Regions from separate parts of the Mus musculus genome. Here region 1 is linked to region 2. The links are chromatin contacts, called in public HiCAR-type maps. All regions are on one chromosome and are shown on one strand. Each heading gives the region's core, a stretch centred on a gene start, on an enhancer-like site or on the middle of the called end of the contact. The rest is flanking DNA. Distances are from core to core; before and after follow the strand shown.

What was found. HiCAR-type assays count read pairs that join an accessible place to other places.
Region 1: a HiCAR-type map of astrocytes shows a contact between it and region 2, with 2.9 times the contacts expected there. The contact joins two enhancer-like sites. A contact is called at or near these places in 6 of 484 Hi-C or Micro-C datasets (the N1E-115 cell line, bone marrow-derived macrophages, embryonic stem cells and 2 more), 1 of 115 datasets of contacts at active chromatin or transcription factors (astrocytes) and 1 of 9 other capture datasets (embryonic stem cells).

Annotation. Positions count from the first base shown.
Region 1 is chr19:56,028,100-56,030,799 of GRCm38.p6, reverse strand. No RefSeq gene overlaps it. Among named protein-coding and RNA genes, the nearest start is that of Gm4470, 49 kb to the left of the region's middle. Within about 2 kb of position 1,264, at least 117 of the 459 cell types and tissues checked have an H3K27ac peak or open chromatin away from gene starts, as enhancers often do. A contact at or near this core is called in the N1E-115 cell line, astrocytes, muscle stem cells and 1 more, where this site is marked.
Region 2 is chr19:55,423,376-55,426,075 of GRCm38.p6, reverse strand. The region is part of intron 5 of Vti1a (vesicle transport through interaction with t-SNAREs 1A); the gene reads right to left. Among named protein-coding and RNA genes, the nearest start is that of Vti1a, 110 kb to the right of the region's middle. Within about 2 kb of position 1,360, at least 124 of the 459 cell types and tissues checked have an H3K27ac peak or open chromatin away from gene starts, as enhancers often do. A contact at or near this core is called in the N1E-115 cell line, astrocytes, muscle stem cells and 1 more, where this site is marked.

The DNA.
Region 1 (2,700 bases), core at 15-2,514, 600 kb before region 2:
GAAGTCTGTTGATTCTGAGCCACCTTACTTCCAACTCCCAAGTGCAAGTAGGGTTGGGCATCGGGTGGTCCAGGGCACAGGCAGCATCTGGTGCCCAATGTGGTTATTGACTACTTCATTGTCCTCGTTTTGAGGCTGCTTGCAAACCTCCTTTTCTGGGGGCTCATTTTTTGCTTTGTGTTTCCAAAGCAAAGTTCTCCTAGGCCCACACAGGACTGTCTGTTTCTCATTTAGTGAAGTAAGTACTGTATTGCAGTTTGTAAAGAACTACCATGGAAAGGAAGGAGAGAGAGGTGGGGGGGGGGTTGGAGGGGAAGAGAAAGGGGGAGGGGGAAGGGAGAGAGAGGGGGAAGGAAGAGGTGGAAGGAGAGGGAGAAGGGGATGGAGAGGGAGAGTGGGACAGAGAGGGAGAGAGGGACAGAGAGGGAGAGGCAGGGGAGGGGGAGGGGAGGGAGATGGGGGACGGGGCAGGGGAGGGGGACGGGGGACGGGACCGGGACCAGGACCTGGACAGGGACACACCTAAAACCACCCAACTGGCTCACGTCTGGGCCTCACAGTCTTACAACAGAGCATATGGCAGCTGCTCACCAGCAGCATGCCTGTTACAAGTGGGCCTCAGCAGCTGTCCTTCCATCCATCACAGCTCCACCCAAGACCTTACTGGGGCACACCATAGGCAGGGTGTTTACAGCATGGCCAATGGATATGGCTGGACTGGCTTTCTGCTCCCAACAGTGAAGTGAAGCCTGAGAGCTAGCGCCTGGGAAGCTGAGGCTCTCTGAGTGTGGAGTGCCATATACTGGGCTCCGGAGGAGCGGGAGGTGAAGGATCATTTCCGCAGTGGAACTTGGGGTCGGAAGGAGCAGCAGCAGCCGCTGCTGGGAACTTGACTGCGCAGCCCTGTGTCTTTTGTTGTCACCGATTGTCCCTCCTGCAGCCTGCCACTGGGACCCCTGAATGCACCGCAGACATTCTTGGCACGCTGGGGCCTCGGTGCTGGGCTCAGGTTCATTAATCTGCCTGCCACTGAGTTGCTATGAAAAGAGGAAATTGTTTCCCTGCTCCCGGAGAAGCAAGGAGAAAGAGCTGAAGCAGGAAGAAGGCCCAGGCCGACTTCCCACGTGCAGCCAGGGCTGGGGTGCTGCAGCCTGGAGCCCAGAGCACCAGAAAGAGCTGGCATGTCCCTCCCTGGAAAAACCTTCCGTGCACGTGGCCAGGCCATTAATTAGCCCAGTAACAGACGCTAGCCCTGAGTCACCATGGAGCACAGACAATAAGGCCTGTGTGCTAAGGGAGATGACAAATGAGGGCCACAGAGGAGAGGAGGAGAGCAGCAAAGAAGCCGAGGACCAGAAGACCGCCGGGCCAGAGAGCTGGTGTGATTTCCAAAGGCTGGCCCATGAAGGAGGGGAACCTGCGATTGTCCCAGAGCCGTGTAGGAAATCTACCTTTCCACTCTAAATGGACAAATGGCAATTTTGACAGCCACAGAACATGCCTGCTCTGGGCTGAGTCTCTTTGGGAAGGTTATGAATCAGAAATGTGGGATTGCGGGGCCTAGCTCACATCAGGCTTAACAGTGGGAAAGTAAGCATACCAAGGAGCCGGCTAAGGTAAAGAAGGTCCCGCTCTGCTCAAGACTCGATCTAGCACAGGGAGAGCCCAGAGCCCTTAACAAGTAGGGAGGTGCCGGAGCACACAAGGATGAGGGGGTCGGGGAAGAAAGAGAGAGGAAGGTAAAGATAGCAGCTGTAAGACCCATGCCCAGTCTTGGCTTTGGAGGTTGACAAGCTTAGATCGCTTAAGCATTGGGGAAGTCCCTGTGGCCCGTGAGTCACCTGAGGGTCAGAGTGTTGATGCCACAGCCCCATTCCTTGAGCAGACATCTTCCACGGGAACATCTACGTATGCTCTTCGTGTCCTTTCCCCGGATGTTTTAGTTTTCCATTGGCAAACAGATCAGTTCACTATTTTTATTATTTAGTTTTCAAAAGCCACAAAAATCTAGGCATAAAATTCCCATCGATTCAAAAAGTTCTATCCCTTCTCTATAATCAGCCCCTCCCCCCACCCCAGACTCCCCGCGCCCTTCTAAGCTGGTGACCTTCCCTTCCAGCTGCCTTTCCTGGGTCTTCCTACCCAAGGAATCAGGTGTTTGTACCGTCTGGTTCCCTTCACTCAGCACAATGTATCCGACATTTGTCTGGGTTGCTGGTGTTGGCCCATCTGAGTTGTTGGGTATTGGCTCTTCATTGCTGAAGGGTGTCCTGTTATGTGTAAGTACAGTTCTTGGGTAACTCCTCCAGTGGGGAACACCTCTCACCCCATCCTGGCCCTGACTTTTCTAGAATGCTTTTACTCGGGGAGACTATTTTAAAAGTTACTGACTGGGGCCAAAACTTTAGTATAACCTATTTTTTCCTCCCTCTATGGTTTTTTAAGGCTTCTCAGGATAATGGTTTCACTTAGCATTGACCTCTCAAGCTCAGAAGAAACATGCCTTTGATGTTTTGCTTGTCTTTGTGTGTTTCAGTATGTCAAAGTACACAATCCAAAGACTTTCAGTGTATCCATTGTTATACACACCACCACCACAGTTGATTTAGAATGTCTTAATTATTACAGTAGAAATCTCTAACTCCATAGCTGTCATGACCAGTTCTCCATAGCATATTGAACTGGCCACCACTAATGTGC
Region 2 (2,700 bases), core at 111-2,610:
ATGGTGATTGAGAACAACAAGGGTAAGGGCATACTAAGTCTTAACTTGTTAGGTGAATTTTGGGAAACCAGTGTTTAATCGGAATATTTATAGAGCTACAAAAACTTAAATATGTTATAAAGATACCACAAATTAGAAAAATAATAACTTTCTCTTAAATTGTATTTGAGTATTCTCATGACAACTGATTTTTATTGCTTTGAAAAGCAGTGAGTACTCCACCAATAGTGTCAGAACACATCAAACACAGATGCCACTCTGCTGCCAACCTGAGCACCTATGAGCGAACGTCACAGACAAACAGTGGGAGCACTACCCCAGACAGCCACGAAAAAACAAGCTAACGTTATGGATGTGGAGGTTCTGAGCTCAAATGTCAACGTCTGTAGAAGAATAAGATGTTTGCTCCTAAAAAACCACAGGCCATTTTTAGCCGACACAAATCAGCAGTGGCTACCCTGAACCTAAGTGCTGTAATAGCAGGATGTGTGAAATGGGGGTGCAGGAGGCGAGGGACTGGGAGCTGCGGCTTCGGGCTCTGGAGCCTTGCTGTATGTGACTGTCTGACTGCTGAGCTGTCTCTGAGGTGGGGGCTCGGTGAGCAGCAAAGGGAGAAGCAAAGGCCAGCAGGGTGTGAGGAAGCTGGGGTAGGAGACTGAGGAGGACTTCATCCTTGGCTGCTGGGATTAAGGGTCGCACACATCTCAGAATGAGCCTTTACTTTATTTGGCTGAAAAACTCACTAAGTCTCTGTTAGAAATCAGCTTCATTCGGAGCCAAGCAGAAAAAAACAATAATGCTCACTGATGCTTATTAAATTTGACTAATCATTTAAAAAAAAAACCCTCAAATTTCAAAAATTAGCTGTCCTTAGAAGTCATTTGAATTATTTTTTATTTAATTTATTTTACTTTTTTTAGATTTTTTTTTTTAAATGAAACAAGTTCACACCAGTAACAGAAAAGACCTGGAATAAGCATCAGTCTGGGAGAGGCGCAGAGCTCACCTGGATAACTTCCGGCTGCAAAAAGAACATTGCCACAGAATCTGTTTTGCATCATCCAAATGCTTGAAACAAGAACACATAATTTTAAAGGAAAAAAAAAAAAGTGTCTACACTTAGCTAGAAAGAGCAAAGTTGTGTTAGAAATAGCATCTTGTGATATTTTGGTCGGTTTCTGGTGTTTCTGGTTTTTTTTGTTTTTGTTTTTGTTTTTCAGCAATCAATATAATTATGCAGTGCGAGAGGGCGGTGTTTATGCACATTACCATTTATATAGTGTACACAAACAGGGCTGATGGACACACAGGCCTGTGGCCACATCCTTGACCTCTGCCTCCCAGGAAGCCCGTGTGCAGTCTGCAGGCTGGAGTACTGACCTCCAGCTCAGCTCTGTCTGCGGCCGGTGCCCAGTGCCCACTCTGTGCAATGAGCCTGGTCTGAGCCTCAGAAAACTGTTCCCATAAAGGAAGTCAATATGCTAATGGTCCCAAAGTAACTGGCATGGCATGATAAAAAAAGCAGACCCTCCCAAAAAAACAAACACACACACACACACACACACACACACACACACACACACACACACACACACACTCATCCGTGAAAAGCCTGATACCATATATAAAACCCTGCATCATTCCCAGTGGGTAGCTCTGGGGTCCTTTCTGGGAAACGGAGGAAGTACATTTACACCTTAAGAATATTCCACCTTGCCAAATCACACGAAAATGACAAAAGTGTTATCTTTTTTTTCCCCCCTGTGAAGAGTGTTCAGATGCCAAACTGGCACAAACATAAGTACCAAGCTGCAATGCTGCTCAGTTCAGTCAAAGCAGACGGCTTTTTAACTTTCACACCAGTGCTCTATGGCTGGCATCCTTGTAAGCAGAATGTCTGTTCCAATGGGCTGATGGCCAAAGTCCTGTTACTGTGACTCAGAGCAGCCACGTACCTCGCCCATTCACGCTGAGGACTTTGGCGGCACCACTTACACAAGCTAAGAGGTGTGAGTCAGCATTTTGTGGCGCCCATTTTCCTGTGTGTGTCCCTTATTTAACACTGGCCTGGCTCGCAGCAAGGTTCTATATTCTGTATAAGCTGGCCCACATATAATGAAAAGAAAGAGTCAAGCAGTCCCTCTTAGGAATATTACTGGTGGGTTGAAATGAAGAACCAGCCTACGATAGCATTCTAGACTATTTTGGGTAAGTCTGCTATCAAAACTCATCCAATATCAATATATCATGGTCACTTTCTTTCAAAACTCTATGGAATTAATTGTACTGTTACTGCACAGACATTTCTTTCTATGTATAACCTTCTCCTATAGAAAATTCTCTATATAAATGTATAGTGTGAAGATGTCAGTCCAACTTGCTAGACAAGAGCTACAGACCCCTATGAACCTCTGTTCCCACCTGCTGAAAAGGGCAGAGGCTCTGCCGTAGCCCACAGGTTGATGCAGAAGCACGAGGGAGAAGTGCTTGGCTGTACGATGTGCTTAGTACACAGCCTGAGAAGCTCACCCTACTGTCAATCACTACTGAGTTGTATGAAAGAACGGAGGGGAGCAAGCTGGCACAGGCAAGGGAGCTGCTGCACCATACACACGCACACGCCCAGGCACAGCAGACATGGCAAGGGAGCCACGGTAGACGCTTGGTAGTAGTAGCAAAATCCTCTATGATAATTAATAA